Regions from separate parts of the Anser cygnoides genome. Here region 1 is linked to region 2. Evidence: chromatin contacts called from public Hi-C data. All regions are on one chromosome and are shown on one strand. The core of a region is the stretch at or near the end of the contact, and the rest is flanking DNA. Distances in the headings are between cores, read along the strand shown. Region 1 holds the start of DAP3 (death associated protein 3). Region 2 holds the start of TRIM46 (tripartite motif containing 46).

Evidence for each region. A called contact is a pair of places that touch in the nucleus more often than the background predicts.
Region 1: a contact with region 2 is called in a Hi-C map of liver, with 2.4 times the contacts expected there. The contact joins the promoter of DAP3 here to the promoter of TRIM46 in region 2. A contact is called at or near these places in 2 of 7 Hi-C or Micro-C datasets (both in liver).

What each region holds. Positions count from the first base shown.
Region 1 is chr33:3,326,084-3,328,983 of Taihu_goose_T2T_genome, forward strand. It overlaps DAP3 (death associated protein 3), which reads left to right and starts at 1,405. Exons shown (of 13, transcript XM_066985908.1): 1 at 1,405-1,556; 2 at 1,803-1,882; 3 at 2,834-2,880. The coding sequence starts at 2,839. It overlaps ASH1L (ASH1 like histone lysine methyltransferase), which reads right to left and starts at 1,311. Exons shown (of 28, transcript XM_066985888.1): 1 at 1,140-1,311.
Region 2 is chr33:3,173,492-3,176,342 of Taihu_goose_T2T_genome, forward strand. TRIM46 (tripartite motif containing 46) reads left to right here and starts at 1,438. Exons shown (of 10, transcript XM_066985841.1): 1 at 1,438-1,596. The coding sequence starts at 1,534. KRTCAP2 (keratinocyte associated protein 2) reads right to left here and starts at 1,049. Exons shown (of 5, transcript XM_066985848.1): 1 at 901-1,049; 2 at 240-394; 3 at 102-165. The coding sequence starts at 904.

The DNA.
Region 1 (2,900 bases), core at 155-2,654, 150 kb after region 2:
ACACGCTCCCACATTCACAGAAAGCACTGCTTTTGCAGGTGCAATCTACGGTAACACAAGGAAGACAGCCCAAACAAATAACACGAGATGCAAAAAGGCATGCTGTTCTTGAGAATGAAAACTAAGTGTATGTAAACGTATGGCCATAAAGTCAAAGAAAATTTATTTAACCACACATGCAGCAGGGCCAGCTCCCCCAAACTCTACTGACAAGACTGGAAAGCCAGTGCAAGATCCCACTGCCTCGTTTCTCTGACCTGCTCCTGATAACGCACAACTACCAAGAGTGCGAATCTATGTCCTGAGGCCATCGCATGGAACCCACGCTCCAAGTTGTTTCCAGTTCTCTGCTAAGTAATTAACGGGGTGAAGGAACCACAAAACCAAGGGTGCAAAGCAGAAGCTACAAACTCCGGGGATTATCTAATACAAAGAAAAGGATAGCAACACGGTTTGGCTTCTGGTCTGACAACCGAGTCAAGCTGAGGACCCACCAAATCCCAGATTACCGGCCGGGAAACTAAACGAGATTAAAACCGCAACGGAAGGGAAATTTTGTGAGTATGATTTGGGGCGGGGGGGGGAGGCCCGCAAGCAGAGGAGCCCACCCGAACCAGCCGGCATCCCGACGAGCGGAAAGCCGCCTACTCCGCGAAAGGCGACTCGGGGAGAGCCCAGCGGGGCCCGGCTGCCGAGGGGGCTCCCCGGGAACCGGCTGCCGCCCCCCGGGCCCAGCTGTCAGGCGGCACCGCGCCCCCCGCCCGGCCCGGCCCCACGCGGGGGCACGGCCGGCGGCCTCCCCCACCCCCCCCCGAGGGGCTCCGGACGCACCGCGGGCACCCCGGGCCCCGCTCCTGTCACCGGGGAGCCTCCCCCGCCGCGTCCCGGCCCGGCCGCCGGGGATCCCCCACCACCGCCGCCGCCGCCGCCGCCTCGGCAGGCCGCGCCGCCGGGGCTGCCCCGAGCCCGCCGGCAGGGCCGCGGCGGGGGTGCGGGGCGGCGCGGCCTGGGCGCCGGTGCGCGGCGGGGCGGCCCCGCGGCGGCTCCCGGCCGGGCTCCCCTCCCCCCGGGCTCCGGGCCTGAGGCGGTCCCGGTCCCCGCCCGCCGCCCGCTCGCTCGCCCGCCCGCCCGCTCCTCACCGTGTCAGCGACAACGCGGCCGAGGCCGAGGCCGGGCTCCTCCGCGCCGCATCCTCCCGGCCGCCCAGCGCGGACGGGGCCAGGGCGGGACCCGGACCGAGCGGCCGCCGCTCCGGCCCTGCTCCGAGCCGAGGCAGCGACACCAAAATGGCGGCGGCTCCTGCTCCTCCGCGAGAGAGCGCCCGGCCACGCCCCCCCCGCGCGCCAGGCCACGCCCCCGCCCGCGGCCACACCCCGGGGTGGCCCCGCCCCCAGCTCCTCGCCCCGGGGGGGGCGGTGCCGGGATCCGCGGCCGTGCCCCCCGGGTGGGGCCGGCCCGGGCCGAGCCCGCCCCGCGCCGCCTTTGGGCCTCGCGGGGACCCGTAGCGGGCTCGCGCGGGCCGCGGCCTTGCCTCGCCGTGGAGCCTGGCGCCTGAGGTGAGTGCGGGGGCGGGGGGCGGGGGGCAGGAGCGGTTTTAATCTCCTCTTTCCCTGCCGCCCCGCTCTGAAGGAGCGCCAGACTTCCCAGAGGAGCCCTTACGGCGCGCTCTGTGCTTGCGGAGTTCTGTCAGGGCGGCGGGGATGCCCCGAACAAACAGGGACCAGCGCACCTGGCCGTGCTTGAGCCTTGCGAGCCGTGTCTGAGGAAACGGGGCTTCACCCTGCTCTTTGTTATCGTCGCAGCTGGGGCTGGAAACAAACGGGAGCCGTTCCCCTGACGGACTGAGTTTCTTCCCCCCTGCCCGCCGGACGTGCACAGCAAGGTAAAATGACCTGAAAGGCCCTGTGGGCTCATCGCTTCCCTTATTCCCGAAGCAGAAAAACTGGAGCTTGGTCTTCAAATGTGTATTGTGCAGTAGGTGAAAGAATGCAAAGCGTCCTTACAAAACTCCCATCCTTCAGTGGGAGGTTATTTTCTTGTCCCGTGTGCTCACAGCTGTAAGCATTGTTCTGTACAGTCCGAGCAGCTTCAACGTGCTTAGCGTTAGCGCTGCAGTTAACCATGAGTTCCACAAAGACACAAATTCCTCCTAAGGAATTACAGAGTAATTATCTTGCTTTGACTGTACCATGTGTCTCACCACAACCAAGGATTCTTACAGCATCTCGTTAGGGTATTGTCACTTTCTTCTAAGAAAGTGGATGGAGAAGGCCTTGAATGCTAACGGAGGCGATTTAACTAATTTACTTACGTTTTTGCCTCTGTTGCATCACAATTGCTCGAGTGTATTTTTTTTCCTCCTGTCATAACCAAAGATGTCTGAGCAGTAGATACTGATACGTGGTTATGCTGAAGCTGAAAGCATAGAAGCACTTTCAATCTCTTCCTTATTTCAGTTTCTTCAAAATATTCGCTGTGTAGCCCTTGCTGTTACATTTCTAACAGCTGCAGTCAAAATAAATGCCCATCCCCAGGAAAAGAATCTGTCTTCCTCATGAGAAGAATGAAAGATCTTTGCTTATCAAATAAGTTGCTTGTTTTTCTCCCCAAATGCTTTTCCAAAATGGCAACATAACTAATGGAATATTTTTTCAGATAGGCAAATTATGCTGACTAATAGTCAGCTGTATTTCTGTAGAGCAATCTGAGAGCTTGTGTGAATTATTTGTGTGCTTGGACTTTAACCTCTTTGGGCAGGAGTGATTCTCCCCCAGGCTAAGATACATTAATCAAAATAATCAAAACAATGGAAAATTCACTTCTGTCTCTGCAGGAAAAATGCTGAGAAGTCTGAAAGGTCTTGTCTGCCATCCTCTGAAGGTAAGTCTTGTGGCAGTATG
Region 2 (2,851 bases), core at 188-2,687:
GGGAAGAGCCGCGCTGCGTGCCCTCTGCAAACCCAACGTGGGGCTGCACGCCCAGCGCCCGCAGCCGACGGCGCCTTCCCCTCCCCGCTGGTGGCACTTACTCTCGGGGAATATCTTGGCCTGGAAGCCTTTGCCAAACACCAGGTTCTCGAGGTTGTTGAAGGCCTGCGCAGGGGGTTAAGGCACGGAACCGGGAACCACCTCCCCAGCCCCGCTCCCCGCGCGGCCCCAAAGGATACGGTGAGGGAGCAGACGAAGAGCGCGGCGCCCAGCAGCCCGCCCTGGATGGTGAGCCACTCGGTGGAGGCCAGCTGCCGGCTGTACATCTGCATCCCGGCGAACAGCAGCAGCGACAGCAGCGACGAGAGCGCCAGCGACGTGCCCGTGCCTACGGCTGCGGCACAGCCCCGGCTCAGCAGGGTGGGGGGCTGACCCCCAAAGACCCCTCAAGGCCCTGAAAGCCCCCTGAAGCCTCCCCAAGGCCCTGATTGCCCCCTGACCCCCCCCCCAGGGCCCCGATCGCCCTCTGCACCCCCCCCCGAAGCCCCCCCACCCACTCAGGCCCCGGTCCCAGTCCCTGCAGCCCCCCGAGGCCCCCCTCGCCCCCTGAGGCCCCGGTCCTGGAGCCTACAGCCCCCCCCCCCACGCCCCGATCGCCCCCTGCAGCCCCCCCAAGGCCCTGATCGCCCCCCCCGGGGCCTCCCCCGCTCCCTGAGGCCCCGGGCCCGGTCCCCGCAGCCCCCCCCCGGGGCTGCAGCCTCCCCCCCGAGTCCCCCCCGCCCCCTCAGGCCCCGGTCCCGGTCCCTGAACCCCCCTTCAAGGCCTCGATCGCCCCCTGACGCCCCCCTCAGGGCCCCGATCGCCCCCCGCAGCCCCCCCCCACCCCCCCGGTCCCGTTACCCATGGTGCCCCGCGGCGTCGCCCCCCCGGCCCTTTCCCCTCCCGGCCCCGCCGCCGCCGCTCCCCCCGCACTGCGCAGGCGCGCCCCGGATCCGCGCACGCGCACTGCGCGGCCCCCCCAACGGGACACGGCGGCAGCCGCGGGCACGCGCGGCTCATGCGCGCCCCCGCGCGGGGCTCGGCCGCGGCTCGGGCGCCCCCTAGCGGCCGGGCGCGGCGCTGCAGGCCCCGCCGGTCCGCGCGCCCCCCGGCGGCGGGGAGCGGGGCGCGGGGAGGCCCCGGGGCACCGGGCGGGGGCGCGGCCGCCCCCCCCAGCAGCCCGCCCCCTCCTCTCCCACCCCCCCCAACCCTCCAGCCGGCTCCGTTCGGCCCCTTCCCGGCTCCGCAGCGGGCCCCGGGCCCGGCGCCGCGCTGCCGTCCGCGAGGAGCCGCCGGGGGCCGCCCCGGGGAGCGGAGGGGGCGTCCCGGTACCGGCCCGGTGCCGCCGCCCCCCGCCGCCCCCCCCTCTCCGGGGCGGGTCCCTCGGAGCATGCGCGCCGCCGCCCCCCCCCGCCCTCCCCCCGGTTCCGCCGCTCCCTGCACCAGAACCGGGCGGCCGCTGCTGCCGCCGGGACCGGCCCCGGGCGCGGAGCCATGGCCGAGGGCGAGGACCTGCAGACCTTCACCTCCATCATGGACGCCCTCGTCCGCATCAGCGTGAGCGGCGGCGGGGATCGAGCGGGGACCGAGCGGGGACCGAGCGGGGACCGAGCGGGGCCGGGCCGGGCTCTCCCGGGACCGGCGTCGCCATGGCAACGCGGCGGGGCGGCGGCGGGGCCGGGGCGGCGGCGATGGCCGCGGGGGGGGGGGGGGAGCGGCCGGGGTGCCCTTGAGGGCCCGGCAGGCCGCGGAGAGGCCTCGCTGCCTCGGCCCGTTCCCCGCCGGGCCCGGGGGGGCCGGATCGGCCCTCACCGAGCCCCGGGCGGGGCGCACCGGGCACCGGGGAAAGCTCCCCGAGGCCTCCCAGGACGCCGAGAGCCCAGCGCCCCCCGCGGGGACCGGGGCGGGGAGTGCCCGGTGCTGCCCGTGCGCCGTGGTGGGGGTCCTGGGGCTGGGGCTGGTCCTGCTCCGGACCTGATCCCGGTGCTGGCCTCAGCCTGCATGCAGGTCCTGGTCCCTGTCCTGGTCCTGGTCCTGATTTTGGCCTTGATGCCAGTCCCTGATCCTGGTCTTTGATCCTGGTCCTGATCCTGGTCTCGATGCCGGTCCCTATCCTGGCCCTGATCCTGGCCCTGGTTCTGGTCTCAGTGCTGGTCCCTGATCCTGGCCCTGATCCTGATCTCAATGCTAGTCCTGATCCTGGCCTTGATGCCGGTCCTTATCCTAGTCCTGATCCTGGTCTCGATGTCGGTCCCTATCCTGGCCCAGATCCTGCTCCTGGTCCTGGTCCTGGCCCTGATTTTGGCCTTGATGCCAGTCCCTGATCCTGGTCCTTGATCCTGGTCCTGATCCTGGTCTCGATGCCAGTCCTTATCCTAGTCCTGATCCTGGTCTTGGTGCCGGTCCCTATCCTGGCCCTGATCCTGGTCTTGATGCCGGTTCCTGGTCCTGGTCCTGATCCTGGTCCTGCTCCTGGTCTTGATGCCGGTCCTTATCCTGGTTCTGATCCTGGCCCTGATCCTGGTCTCAATGCCAGTCCTGTTCCTGGCCCTGATCCTGGTCTCAATGCCGGTCCTTATCCTAGTCCTGATCCTGGTGTTGATGCCGGTTCCTTTCCTGGTCCTGGTCCCTGCTCCTGGTCCTGCTCCTGGTCTTGATGCCGGTCCTTATCCTGGCCCTGATCCTGGTCTTGGTGCCGGTCCCTATCCTGGTTCTGATCCTGGCCCTGATCCTGGTCTCAGTGCCGGCCCGTATCCTGGCCCTATTCCCAGTCCTAATCCAGGCCCCAGTCTCCATCCCGCCCCGGTCCCCG